Regions from separate parts of the Mus musculus genome. Here all the other regions are linked to region 2. A link is a contact called in public Hi-C and HiChIP or PLAC-seq data. All regions are on one chromosome and are shown on one strand. The core of a region is the stretch at or near the end of the contact, and the rest is flanking DNA. Distances in the headings are between cores, read along the strand shown.

Evidence for each region. A called contact is a pair of places that touch in the nucleus more often than the background predicts. HiChIP or PLAC-seq counts read pairs in DNA pulled down with a chosen protein or histone mark.
Region 1: a Hi-C map of colon epithelium shows a contact between it and region 2, with 2.2 times the contacts expected there. The contact joins the enhancer-like site here to the promoter of Pycard in region 2. A contact is called at or near these places in 4 of 39 promoter capture datasets (the 3T3-L1 cell line, 3T3-L1-derived adipocytes, the HPC-7 cell line and 1 more), 1 of 15 datasets of contacts at CTCF or cohesin (the NIH/3T3 cell line), 6 of 484 Hi-C or Micro-C datasets (the HPC-7 cell line, bone marrow-derived macrophages, colon epithelium and 3 more), 7 of 115 datasets of contacts at active chromatin or transcription factors (CD8 T cells, the SCID.adh cell line, bone marrow-derived macrophages and 3 more) and 3 of 9 other capture datasets (adipose tissue, liver and pancreatic islet).
Region 3: a contact with region 2 is called in an H3K4me3 HiChIP or PLAC-seq map of bone marrow-derived macrophages, with 5 times the contacts expected there. The contact joins the enhancer-like site here to the promoter of Pycard in region 2. A contact is called at or near these places in 8 of 39 promoter capture datasets (the 3T3-L1 cell line, the C10 cell line, the HPC-7 cell line and 4 more), 3 of 15 datasets of contacts at CTCF or cohesin (CD8 T cells, the NIH/3T3 cell line and large pre-B cells), 23 of 484 Hi-C or Micro-C datasets (the G1E-ER4 cell line, the HPC-7 cell line, LSK cells and 16 more), 15 of 115 datasets of contacts at active chromatin or transcription factors (CD8 T cells, the HPC-7 cell line, the SCID.adh cell line and 9 more) and 3 of 9 other capture datasets (adipose tissue, liver and pancreatic islet).

The regions. Positions count from the first base shown.
Region 1 is chr7:128,027,211-128,032,106 of GRCm38.p6, reverse strand. No RefSeq gene overlaps it. Among named protein-coding and RNA genes, the nearest start is that of Trim72, 25 kb to the right of the region's middle. Within about 2 kb of position 2,451, at least 10 of the 459 cell types and tissues checked have an H3K27ac peak or open chromatin away from gene starts, as enhancers often do. A contact at or near this core is called in CD8 T cells and colon epithelium, where this site is marked.
Region 2 is chr7:127,991,658-127,996,145 of GRCm38.p6, reverse strand. It overlaps Pycard (PYD and CARD domain containing), which reads left to right and starts at 2,279. Exons shown (of 3, transcript NM_023258.4): 1 at 2,279-2,763; 2 at 2,975-3,031; 3 at 3,181-4,488. The coding sequence starts at 2,493. The coding sequence ends at 3,434.
Region 3 is chr7:128,047,759-128,052,350 of GRCm38.p6, reverse strand. No RefSeq gene overlaps it. Among named protein-coding and RNA genes, the nearest start is that of Itgam, 13 kb to the left of the region's middle. Within about 2 kb of position 3,265, at least 117 of the 459 cell types and tissues checked have an H3K27ac peak or open chromatin away from gene starts, as enhancers often do. A contact at or near this core is called in CD8 T cells, the HPC-7 cell line, the NIH/3T3 cell line and 17 more, where this site is marked.

The DNA of each region.
Region 1 (4,896 bases), core at 1,202-3,701, 36 kb before region 2:
GTTTGGAAACTCTAGCGTTAATTCTGAGATTCACAAAGAGAAAAACCAGTTCCACAGTTCTGAGACAAACTTGAAGCCAGTTTTAACTAAGCACTGACCAGAAGAATGGATCCTGTTCAGGTCTAGCCCTGGTTCCCAGTGAGTGGCAATAAGTAAGACACATGTCCTATGGGCTTTTCCAGGACAAAAACTATTCAGCCCAAATCAAGGGTATTGCCCATGTGGCTTTGTTATTTTCCAAGAACTACAACTCCCAGCATTCCAAGAAGGTACCTGGTCTTCGGGCCGGTGGAACTGATAGGTTGAGTTTGGCTCTTACACTAGCTCTAGGGCGGGACCTGTCAAGCGCTGATAGGCCAATTCGTATGCTCTATCACCGTGACTTAAGCAATTGGCTCAAGCAGGGGCATGAAAGCACATTATGTTCAGGGACAAGGACTTTTTTTCTTGGGCAAATACAAAGCAAAGCCTTAGCTCTCTGGAGCAAGAGGGTCGGAAGTTCAAGTCCACCCTTGCCCACAATTGGTTTAGAGGCTAAGCTGAATGACATGAAATCCTGTCTCAAAAAAAAAAAAAAAAAAAAAAAAAAAACAAGCAAAAAGCGAAGAAAGCAAAGAGCTTAAGAGAGGAAGACTCCCAAGTGTGAGGCCCTGGTTCTATTCCGAACACTGCCAAAAAGAAACAAAAGAAGGTTGGAGTGGGTACCTTGAAAAGGGAGGTGACTTCACAAAATGATTCCAGGGATATTAGTTAAGAAAGCAACTTCTGTGGCTGAAGGGATGAGATGGCTTGGCACTTAAGAACAGTTCCCTGACCTTCCATGGGATCAGGGATCAGTTCCCAGGACTCACACGGCTGCTCATCACCATCTGGAATGCCAGTGTCAGGGGATCTGATGCTTCCTCTGACCTCTATGGCGCTGCAAACATGACAAACAGCTCAACAGTTAGGAGCACATACAGCCCTTCCAAAGGACCTGAGTTTGGTTCCCAGCACCAACATAGGGTGAGTCCAGCTCCAGGGGATCCAACTCCTCTGGCCTGTGGATACCTGCACACACACACAGAGGCATGCCCACATTAAAATAATACAAGTAAATCTTTAAAAATAAAGAAGAAAATTTGGCCGGGCATGGTGGCACACACCTTTAATCCCAGCATTCAAAAGCAGAGTCAGGCAGGTCTCTGTGAGTTTGAGGCCAGCCTGAGCTGAGTTCTAGGCCAGCCAAAGCCACATAGTGAATTCCTGTCTCAAAACAAATAGCAAAGAAATAAAAGAGAGAAAAAGAAAGGAAAAAGGGGAGGAGAGATGGTTTAGAGGTTAAGAGCATCTGTTGCGTGTCCAGGGCACCTAAGGTCTGTCCCCAGCACCCGTGTTAAGTGACTCGCCCAGGAGACCCCTCTTCAGACCTCTTTTGGCATCTGCATACACACACCTTTTTTTTTTTTAATTAAGCAACACATTTTATCTGCCCTTAATTTGCCACACTATCTTGGAAACTAACCCCTGTGGAAAATGGTACAATTTCTACACCTATCAATAAGTGCCTGGCCAAATCAGTGCTAAATTTTTCTGAAGAGACCCTTGGGAGATTGACTCACTCCATCGAATGCCCACACACCCAAGAATATATGGCTAGATCAAACTGGACTCAATGTTTTGATTTTTTTTTTTCGGTTGGTTCATTGGTTGTTTTTTTGGTTTGGTTTGGTGGGTTTTGGTTTGTCTTTTGTTTGGTTGGTTTGGTTTTGGTTATTTATATTTTTTGAGAGAGGTTTCTCTGTGTAGCCCTGGCTGTCTTGGAACTCACTCTGTAAACCAGGCTGGCTTCAAATTCAGAGTACCTCTCCCTCTGGAGTGCTGGGATTACAGGGACATGCCACGACCACCCAGAGGTTTGGTTTTGTTTTGTTTTATTGAAAACACAAAGTTGTGTGGTAGGGACTGTCACATAGATCTGAGAAGAGCTGGGTAATGAATATGATCAAAATACATTATATGAAATTCTCAAAAAAAAATTCTCAAACAATTTTTTTAATTAAAGAAGATCAGGCATGGTAACACATGCTTACAATCCTAGCTCAAGAGGCTACGGCAGGAGTTCGCCATCGTCTTGAACTACAGAGTGAGCAGAGGATAGTCCAGGCTACACAGCAAGACCATGTCTTTAATAAAGGCTGCCTGAATCCTGAGGGCAGAGACAAAAGCACCGCACAGGCTTTTGGCAGCAAGCTCTAGTCCCTCCCAATAGCACAGAACCCTGGCGCTCAACCCTCACACCCTCGGCCAGGTCCTCACCTCAGATTCCTACCCATTGCTTTCTAGACCCTAGATCTGGTCCCATCTTGTTTCTGTAAAACTCATGTTGAGCCATCCTCTTGTATCCTAGACTTAGCCTCTCTGTAATGGTTTGTATATGCTCAGCCCAGGGAGTTAAAAGGTGTGGTCCTGTTAGAGCAGCTGTGGCCTTGTTGGAGGAAGTGTGTCACTGTGGGTGTGGGCTTTCAGACCTCATCTGAGCTGCCTGGAAGCCAATATTCTCCTAGCAGCCTTCAGATGAAGATGTAGAATGCTCAGCTCCTCCTGCGCCATGCCTGCCTGGATGCTGCCATGCTCCCACCTTGATGATAATGGACTGAACCTCTGAACCAGCCCCAATTAAATGTCCTTATAAACTTGGTCATTGTGTCTGTTCACAGCAGGGAAACCCTAACTAAGACACTGTCCTTGCTCTACTGTGTGTCCTCCCAATTCAGACATTCTGTCCTCACATCTAAATAATCTTTCCTGGGAAACCCATCCCATCCCTCTGGACCCAGTGCAAGACCTGATGGTCCAAGAAGCCACTACTTACCTACTCTTCTCCAAGCCGCACTGTTTCTTCCAGAACCCCTAGCTCAGGCAGGGCCAATCAAGCCCTCACAGCAGAAATGACTCAACTACCTTAATGAATAAACCAGTGGGGCCTAGCACTCCTGCCTGCATTGCTCTGGAATCTTTGTCCTGGATCTGTTTGGGGAGGGACCAACGAAGGCAACTAGATCTCGGAAAATAATCTAGGCCTGTTCTTTCTCAATACAGACAGAGAAATGGCTGTCCAGAAAGGGAAAATGATGTGGGCTCTCCGTCATCATGGACAATGGCTCAAATGGTCTCCTCCACTTAGAAGAAATTTTGTCAAAGTACTTCAAACTGTACTGGCTACTTATTACATCAAGTTAGCATAGTTGAAGTCACTTTGTAAGAGGGAGCTTCAGTTGAGTAAATTGCTCCCACCAGGTTGGCCTGTGAGCCAACCTGATATGCATTTTCTTAATGGATGATCTGTTGAGGTTTGGTCTTTTGCTACGTATCCTAATGCTAAATGCTGGCCCCTAAGGCCTAGCTGCCCCTAAGGAGGAGAAAATCTGCACAGAGACCCAAGAGATGCTATGTGACCTTGCCCCCCAAGTTATGACTGATTGGCGAATAAAGATGCCTACAGCCTATAGCTGGGCAGAATTGAGATAGGCGGGGTTTGGGGCTCCCGGGCTTGGTGTCTGAGGAGAACCATGAGGAGAGAGAAAAGGTGGAGAGAAGTAGGGAGCCATGGGTTAGTGAGGCATAAAGCATGGCCAACTGAAGTTAAGAGCCACCCAGATGGAGCCTGGCTAATTGCATGCTCTCCAATTGCTGCTCACAGTTAATCAAGATCATCAAATGCATTTGTCTCTGTGGTCTTCACTTTTCAACGCCTACTTCTAATGATGGTTCTTAAATGTTTCAACCTCCCTTCTAGCCCACCACCCACCAGAGCTAGAGGGAAAGAAAGGCTACAGGGGAAATAGACCTGTTTAGAAATGGTTCTTTGGAGCAAATCCTATCTGTGTCGAAGGGAAATCAGCAGTTCAGTTCACAGGATTCTGCAGCAGCAGCTCCATCCACTCACAAACACTTCACTAATGTACTAGGCAGCCCAGTATGGTGGAGTTGGGATAGCAAACATGGATCAGCAGCGGTGGCACAACCTAGCAGAGACAGCCAGGCCTCAGCTGAATCGGCACGGGTCAGCAGGAAAGATTAGGAACATCAAGGATCCCAGAAGTTCTTTGCCCTGCCTCTCTCAATGAAGCGAAGACTTGAGACCAAGAAGCTTGAAAAGCTAGCTATGCCAGCAGGCCCAGCCAAGCCTCCTTCACTGTCGGTAGAGTCCTCCAAACATCACACATCCTCCACAGGCCTTGCCTTGCCTCAGCACGTGAGTACCAAAACTCCACATGTGTCTATATCTGCCGACATCACTCTGCCAATCAGCTGAGTCAGAGAAGCAGCAAGAAGCTGCCCCCACATCACCAGAATTTTTTGATGCATTTCTCTCTATGGAGTCCAGACAAATGCAGTTCAAGTACAAAATGTAAGCCAAATCAATACATGCATGCTGCTAGCAAAGAATCCTTCATCATGAGTCCTTTCTTTCATGTGCTTGCTTTAGCAAAACAGCCTTTCACCTGTATCTTAGTCAGGGTTTATATTCCTGGACAAAACATCATGACCAAGGAGCAAGTTGGGGAGGAAAGGGTTTATTCAGCTTACACCTCCAAACCACTGTTCATTACTAAAGGAAATCAGGACTGAAACTCAAGCAGATCAGGAAACAGGAGCTGATGCAGAGGCCATGGAGGGATGTTTCTTACTGGCTTGCTTCCCCTGGCTTGCTCAGCTTATGTTCTTATAGAACCCGAGACTACTAGCCCAGGGATGGCATCACCCACAAGAGGCCCTCCCTACTTGATCACTGTCTTAGTCAGCATTTCTATTCCTGCACAAACATCATGACCAAGAAGCAGTTGGGGAGGAAAGGGTTTATTCGGCTTACACTTCCATACTGCTGTTCATCACCAAAGAAGTCAGGACTGG
Region 2 (4,488 bases), core at 1,030-3,529:
GAACCAAGTATAGCTAATCAGCAAAAGTGCCCCAAATCCCCCAGAGCCTTAGAGAATCACAAAGGCAACCAACCAAGGGAAAGAAAGGTAAAAGGCACCCACTCCTGCCCTAACAGGCTTTAAAACTGCAAAGCCTACCCTACGCCTCCATCTTCCATGCTGTCGTATGGCAGAGCCTGCAAGCTGGATCTCAGCGGAACAAAAGCTCTTTGCTATTGCATACTATCTGAATCTGGGGTATCATTCTTTGCAAATCAGACTCTTGCACCTCGCCTCAGTTTTGTGCATGGGGCAAAACCTCCTGCCTCTGTCTCTCGTATATTTCTACGATTCTAGGATTAGGACTTTTGTCATTCTATGAAGGCCCCTCAAGGCTAAGTCAGTGACAAGCCCTATGCTGGGTATTGGCCAGAGATGGTCCAGATCTGGTTTCTGCTCTTAAGTTCTCAGACTCTAGAAAAAGTAGACACATCATATTATAAAAACTGTGGCAGAGACATGGAAGAACATCATGGGGAGAAAACAGAGGGTAAAATAGCAGGGAAAGTCATGTTGGGAACAGAAATGAAACAAATAAATGCACGAGGCCCTAGGTTTGACCAGTTATTTTTAAAAAGACAGAAGCTAAGCTGATAAGTTATCAGACCAAGGTGCTCTTGAGTCCATCGTCCCTTTTGTACATGGCTATCTTTCCCATTAAAAGGACTGTCAAAAAGCATGTAAGTGACACTTATGGAGGATCCCAGCCTAAAGAAGAGTTGAAAATTACTTAGTAATGACATTTGACTCTGAGGAATCTGGGGACTCATAGGAGTAGGAAAGGGACAACATCCTTTGTGTAGGCTGTAAGATGCATATATGGCCATAATGATCTGAAAATTATGGAGGGATCAATGAGGAACCATAAGCCATGAGTCAAGGTACACTGGCTATCTCACCACAATTGCTGCTGGTATACCATGCCACAAGGATGGACACTCTGTCACCCTGCAAACTTAATCCATAGTTGTAAAGTGTCAAGAGTTAAAACTCTGCTGGTCCTAGTGGCACACACCTTGATCCAAGCACTTGCGATGCAGACACGTGGATCTCGAGTTCCAGGACAGCCAGGGCTACAGAATGGCATCCTGTATAGAGGAGGGAGGCTCCTTAAGCCAGATGTGGTAGAATACACCTGCTATTCCAATTCCAACCAGTCAGGGGGCTGAGCAAAAAGGATCAGGAGTTCAAGACTAGCCTAGCTTACACAACAAGGTTATCTAAAGTAAATAAATAGGCAAAGCATTAAGTGGTGACTAGGTAGCGGGCCCTTGGCACATGCTGGGCATTATAACAACCTCCCTAGCCTCCCCTCCCCCACAAAAGCACAAGAGCTACAAAAAAGTAGCTTTGTTCACTAGCAGCAATATGATCTAGATGGGTAGATGGAGGACTCTTAAGACTGGACTCTCGGAGGAAGTAACATTTAACCTGAGGGTTGAGGAGCCAAGCATTTGTCTGAGAGAGAAGCAATTTCAAGGTTTAGGGAACAGCATGTGCAAAGAATTGAAAAAGCAACTCCAGAGGAACTGAGCTTGAAGATAAGGGTAAACTGGCAGTGTGGTATAAAACAAGACTGACTAGATCAAAACTGGGATGGACCAGTAGACCCCCAGCCATGTTTAAAGCCAGTTAGGAATTCTGGGTACAGAGCAGGCTCCAAGGTCATCCTAACCAGCCCAGGAGTAAGGGGGTAGCTAGCTGTCTACTCAGGTCTCTACACTCCAGTTGTCATCACACTACAAAATATTTAATAGCTGGGGCATTTGGTAAGGTTTCAAGAAGCCTTAGCCCTTCCAACCCAACCCATCATGAGCCCAGGTCCCCCACCTTCTAGCAGATGTGAGGCTGAGAGATGGGAGTGACAAAAACTTTTAGCTGAAAGAAACTAAGGTGAAGACATAGTCACTCTCTTTCGCACTTCATTTTGTCCAAATCTGTGGAATTCAAGGGGCTTAGTGTTCTAGCTGTTAAAATTCTAATATTCAATGGCATGTGAGTGGATCCTAAGATCTGGGGAAACAAAATTTGGGGCGTCTAGATTTCCAAGATTCTAAACCTCTATGCTCCAAGAAACTCAACAGAAACAGGTTGCTTTTCAGCAACAGCTGGTTTGCAAGTAAGCTCTATTGAGTCTCTCAGCATCTCCGGACCTGCCAGAGTAACAACTTAGCTCCACCCTCTGTCCCCACCCCACTTCCTCCACCAACCCACCTCCACCTAGTTTCTTCAGCCTAGCCAAAAAGCCAAGTCTGAAAGTCTTAGGGGCGGAAACCAAAACTAGTTTGCTGGGGAAAGAACAGGAGCTGTAAGAAAAGAGGGTGGGGGAGTCCCAGCATGCCCATCGGCCTAAGCAGCTGACTTCCTGGTCTTGGCGGGCTGGCAGCAGGCAGGCTGCAGCAGGCGAGCAGCAGCAAGAGTAAAAGGTGACCGCGGCTGCCCACCCCAGAGCCATGGGGCGGGCACGAGATGCCATCCTGGACGCTCTTGAAAACTTGTCAGGGGATGAACTCAAAAAGTTCAAGATGAAGCTGCTGACAGTGCAACTGCGAGAAGGCTATGGGCGCATCCCACGCGGGGCCCTGCTGCAGATGGACGCCATAGATCTCACTGACAAACTTGTCAGCTACTATCTGGAGTCGTATGGCTTGGAGCTCACAATGACTGTGCTTAGAGACATGGGCTTACAGGAGCTGGCTGAGCAGCTGCAAACGACTAAAGAAGGTGAGTGTGTCCCCTTGTTCGTCTACCCTCAACTTCCTGCACACCAGCAGAGGCTTGCCTCTTTGGCGCTTAACTGTTCCTCCTGCCATAGCCAAAAAAAAAAAAAAAAAAAAAATCTTCCCTTTGTAGCCTTGAACTTAGCACCGTGGGTGGAGTGGGAGTGAACCCCTGAAAGTCTGTTGATAAAGATCCACCTGGCATTTCTTTGCAGAGTCTGGAGCTGTGGCAGCTGCAGCCAGTGTCCCTGCTCAGAGTACAGCCAGAACAGGTGAGGCCTCCCCACCCTACCACACCCTTGCACAGCCTATCTTTGCCTATGTAGTCATGGTGGGTGGCTTTCCTTGATTCTCCAACCCCTAAAACTGCGTTAGTAAATTTTGAAGCAGTTTTAAACACTGCTTTCACTTCCACCCTCAGGACACTTTGTGGACCAGCACAGGCAAGCACTCATTGCCAGGGTCACAGAAGTGGACGGAGTGCTGGATGCTTTGCATGGCAGTGTGCTGACTGAAGGACAGTACCAGGCAGTTCGTGCAGAGACCACCAGCCAAGACAAGATGAGGAAGCTCTTCAGCTTTGTTCCATCCTGGAACCTGACCTGCAAGGACTCCCTCCTCCAGGCCTTGAAGGAAATACATCCCTACTTGGTGATGGACCTGGAGCAGAGCTGAGGTATCTTTTCCAGCTACATTATCTAGCTCCTGACTTTGTATACACAATTTTTGAAAAAACAATTTGTATTTGTGTTTACTCTCTGGGATGTTTTTGCTGAGCTAAGCTACATTTCCAAAGGCCATATGTGGCCCAGTGGTAGAACATATACCAAACATGCACAAATCAGTCTCCAACACCTAAATTCCACAGACCCAAGTTATGGCTTCTCCATTCTAGTGCAAAGGCTTCTCAAATGATTCCTGGCTCCCCATTTGGGAGCTTTTCCCATATTATCCCAAAAGGCTACCTTTGAGAACACATGTAACATTATCCAGGTCAAGCTAAAAAGCGAGAGGGGGGGATGGGAACCAGGTAATGGTTAATCCCAGCAACCAGGAGGCAGAGGAGGCTGTTCCAGAACAGCCAAGGGTACAGAGAGAAACCCTATCTCAAAAAAACAAAAACAAAAAAAAAACAGGCAATGGGGCTTAGAAAGGCACCTAGAAACAAACCAGTCCGTAGAAGACTTTGGGCTCTGGGAACTCCTGTCTAGACAAGGCTGGCCTAACTCAAGAGATCTGCCCAGCTCTGCCTCCTGAGTTATGAGATTAAATGCATGTATCACCATGCCCAGCCCAAGCCTTTTTTTTTTTTTAATTATGTGTGGATTTTGGGGGTGGGGCTGTTCATATGTGTGCACCATTTCATGCAATGCCAACCAAAGCCAGAAGAGGGCATCAGATCCCCTGGAACAGGAGTTACTGGCTGAGCCTCCACACAATGCTGGGAATTTAACATGGGTTTCCCCTGGAAAAAGCAGTCGTTACGACTGCAGAATCATCTCTCCAACCCCAAGGGCTTATCCTTTAAAGAAATGAAGATCGTATTGTGTGAATATAAACACGGGTGCATGTCTGCACAGAAGCTTGAAGACAAACTCCAGAGTTCTGTTTCTTACCTTGAGGTAGGGAGGAGTTCCTGTTCTTTTTGCTGCATACTAACTCTGGGCTGTGAGCTTCAGGGCCATTCTGTTTCTCTCATCTGTACTTTCAGGTCTCTCAGCAGTGCTGA
Region 3 (4,592 bases), core at 2,016-4,515, 55 kb before region 2:
AACATGCCATCACTGATGGGAGAAGAATCCCTGAGGAGCTAGAGCAGCCATCCTCAGCCTGTGGGTCATGACCCCTGTTAGGGATCAATGACTCTTTCACAGGGGTCCCCTAAGACCATCAGAAAACATATTTACATTATGATCCATAACAGTAGCAACAAAAACAATTTTATGAGGCAGGTCCCATAGGCCTGCTGACCAACTCAGCTACCATCCAGGCCCAGATCCAGTGCTTTGAGATGGTCCACCCCAACATCCACTCCACCTATGAGCTGCTGGATCGTGTGACAAACCTGGTCCTGCAGAAGCAGATCTCGGATCACCCTGACTCTGGGCAATGTTCAGGTTCAGGAATCGCCACTCAAACCAAACAGACACTGACCTCAGTTAAGCAAGAATAGTTTATTGAACACACACCTTAATACAGGACATCCAGGACCACAAAATAAAGAGACTCAGGATCCTAACTGCAGTAATAGTCTGCTCTCAAGGTAGACTTTTTATAAGAAAAACCAGGTTCAAACCTTAACAACCAGGTTTAGAGGGCAAGGAGGGGATCAGTTGGCTTAGTAGACAAAGTATCATCAGCTAACCTTTAAGCTGATTTCAGAACTTTGAGATAACAGAGCATGAATATTATAATCATAACTTTTTGGCTTATTAGTAGCATTCTTCAGTGTCAGCCACAAAAAACACAGTGAGCTCACGTGTAGGTGCAGGAAGGGCCACCCAGTGGTCAGCTCTGACTCAAGATAATTTAGACGTTAACAGTTCATATTGACCTTTGATTTGATTGGTCCTCCATAAAGCTTTTGGAATTTCTTAAGATTAGCAAACTTCATACAGAACATTCAGAACATATAGGGAAAAAAAAAAAAACCAACAACAACAACAGGGAATGTGGTCAGCATGTCGTTGAGCCAAGTCACTTCTCTGTGTCAGTGACTGGCAGGTATTCTACAGCAGCAATATGAAATATCTGGCAAGCATGGAACAAAATGGCAACAGCTATTCTAGGGGCGGGGGAAGGGAGCCAGACCATAGCAGTCAACAGCAGGATACCTGAGAGGAGTCGCAGTGATGGTCCAGTACTGATGGTGTGTCAGAAACCAGAAACCTTGAACCAGATCAAAGACTCACTGCAATGAGCACTTGCACATAAAGCTGTTTGGGGAAAAAAAAATACTGTGTGACACATTGCAGCTTCCAATGTCACTACAATGAATGGATATGTGCTGGGAGGGGGGAAAAGATGGAGTAACAGAACAGTGCATGTGAGGTGGAGAGAGGCGGAAGTAGAGGGGCCACAGCTGTGACAGCTGTGGGAGAAGGGTGTGGTCATTGGAGGGGCGTGTTGTTACCCAATAGGGTCAGCAGGGTGGCATGCAGCAGCCTGGGGCTTGCACAGACTGCCTCTCTAACACACTGCCCAGCCACACCATCACTCTGGCTCTGCCCAACAACAGGATGTGTGAGATGAAGAATGATTCATTTCCTGGCGTGGACCTCCTCATCTGTACAGTATGATCTGTACTTCCCCTGGAGGCCATGCTGGTATCAGTGGTCCATACTGTTGCCCCAGGCTAGGATGAAGCTCCAGGGCCGTGTTGATGCCCATGGACCTGGATGTTGCCTTGGGCCATGTTTTGGTCCATGGTCCTGCCCTGAGCTGCCCTTCCCCCAGAGGCTCTTCTCTATATGACCCAGCCATTTTGGTTACCTGCCCCTTTTGTGTCCTTGCACTCTTGGCTGCCACACTTGATCCCCTTCTCTCTCCAACCCCTACACACACACACACACACACACACACACGGTCCAGCTCAGTCTGGTGATGTTCTCTGGACTCTCCCAGATGTCCCTGCCTCTGGCTATGCTCCCCTCATGTATACAACAAACCATGTATGCTCCCCTCCTCCACCAAACCCAGGAACACTCATGTGCTTTTTTATTTCTTTCTTCCATTAAAAACACATCAGAGCAGACTGAGAAACAGTGAACCAAGGAAGCTCTTTTGCTATAAAACTTGCCAGAGCTTCTTTCAAAAGAAAGAGAGAGAGAGAGAGAGAGAGAGAGAGAGAGAGAGGAAGAAAGATAAGAAAAAGAAAGGAAAGAAAAACAGCTGAAGACAGCTCAGAAGTTGAGAGCACAGACTGATGTTGCAGAGGCCCCCAGCTTGGTCTGACTTCCACAGGTGTGTGCACTCATATGCGCACACCCACATGAAGACACACATATAACACAATGTAAAATAAGAAAAATAGGATGGGGTTGGTGAGATGGCTCAGCTGCTCTCCTGGAGGTCATGAGTCCAAATCCCAGCAACCACATGGTGGCTCACAACCACCCAGCAAATGGGGCTGGAGGGAGTTGGGGTCGGAGCAAGCAGGGGCCAGAGCAAGAGGGAGAAAGGGAAGTGGGAAAAAAAACTGAATGTATGATGATAAATAAGCATCATTGCTTTCTAACGGGGGGGGGGGGGAGGGGGGAAGGAGGGAGGGAGGAAGGAAGGAAAAATAGGATGGGCATGGGGACTCATGCCTTCAATTCCATCACTGAGGAGGCAGAGGCAGGTGGATCTCTGTGAGTTTGAGGCCAACCTAGTCTACAGAGTGAACTCTAGGACAGCCAGGGCTATGTAGAAAACCTACAATAATAACAACAAATAAATAACTAAAATAATAAATCAATCTAAAAGAAAGGGAAAAGAAAGGAATTACAGCTAGGTGTGGTAGCACACACACCAATCATCCCAGCACTCTGGAGATGAGGACAGAGGGTCAGAAGTTCAAGGTCATCCTTGGCTACACCACTCATATAAAGGCCAGCCTGGAATACAGAAGATCTGCTGAAAAAAAAAAGAAAAAAAAAACCCAGCAAGATGGTTTAGTGGGTAAAAGCCTAACATCCGCAGTGCAATCCTCACGGCTGAAAGAGATAACAGACTCCCAGACAGACAGACAGACAGACAGACACAAATACATATATCTCAGCACAAGTGGGCATACACACATACACACACATATACATACACATATACCCACATGTACACACACACATACACACACATGCACACAGAGAGACAAACAGATAAAATATAAATGAATGTATCAAACTTTTATGAAGAAAAGGCAAGGGAGACCTGACACTACCATCAAGAATAGCACATTTCTCCCAAAGAGAAGCAAGAAGCCCATATCTGGCCCTACCTCCCTCATCAACCACTGCCCTGGTTTCACTTCCATTTTGCAAAACTTCTCCAAAGCAGTTGTCTATATCCGCTGTGTGGTTTTCGCCCTAAAATTCCTTCTAAGCATGCGAACCCCATCCTAGCCCCTTCCCTACCAAACAGTTTCAGAGGTCACCAAGCCAATGAGGCTTACTGCAGCCTTCAGTTCCTTGTCCTTATCTTTAGTGATTCAGACCCTTTGACACTTCCTCACTACTTTCTGTAACTAATTTGTTTAGTTGCCAACTGAAACCCCACAGCGCTGTCTCTGCTACCTTGGTTCCTCCTTCTTGGTTTCTTTGCCCAATTCTTTCTTTCCAAGTAGAAGAGCTCAGAGATTAGTCCTTTTACCTCTTTTTGTAGAAGTCGTCGTCATAGTAGTAGTAGTAGTAGTAATTGTTGTTGTTATTGTAGTAGTTGTTGTTGTAGTCATTGTTGTAGTAGTTGTTGTTGTAGTCATTGTAGTAGTAGTAGTTGTTGTTGTAGTTGTTATAGTAGTAATGGTAATTGTAGTAGTAGTAGTAGTTATAGTAATAGTAGTAGAGATAGTAGTTGTAGTAGTAGTAGTGTTATAGTTATAATTGTTGTTGTAGTTGATTTGAGACAGGGTCTCACTATGTAGCCCCAGCTGTCCTGGAACACACTATCTAAAATCAGGCTGGCCTCAAACTCCCGGAGATCTACACACTTCTGTCTCCCAAGTACTGGCAGTTCATATGTATGTGTACATGTGTGTGTCCATAGATGCATTTGTATGTGTGTGTTCACATGTACATCTTTACTGGTCAAACAATTCAGCCCCTCACTGGCATGACTTGTTTCATCGCCAGTCACTAACGATCTGACCTATCTTCTCAATCACTTTCTGCGGATCGGCGCATAAAACAAGGCCACACAGCATTGGCAGCTGAATGATTTGACCAGTAAAGATACACCAGATCACGCTTAGGTTCGAATGGTTTGTTATTTATACAAACGGCCAAAGCTCCTCACGGTCTTTATCTTGTAAATCACAGAGGATGACAAACATAAAGCTATTCACCTATAATCCCAGTACTTGGAAGGCTGAGACAGGAAATCAAGAGTCTGAGGCTCCATTTCCCGTTTCTCTGTGATCTGAGCGGCCTCTGCTTCACTCTCTGCTACTCATTACCTTGCTGAGATGCTCTGAAACCAGGAGCCAGAAGTCAGATAGTTTGGTCCCTGAAGCCACAAGTCAGATCTTTTGGTCACAGTCATACAGCAGTAAATAACACAGAATATGAGCCAAACTTGGGAGGAGGTGTTAAACCCTAGTTCTATAAGTATGTGATTTTTTTTATTGTATTTTTTTATGTATGTGGGTGTTTTGCCAGCATGAATGGCT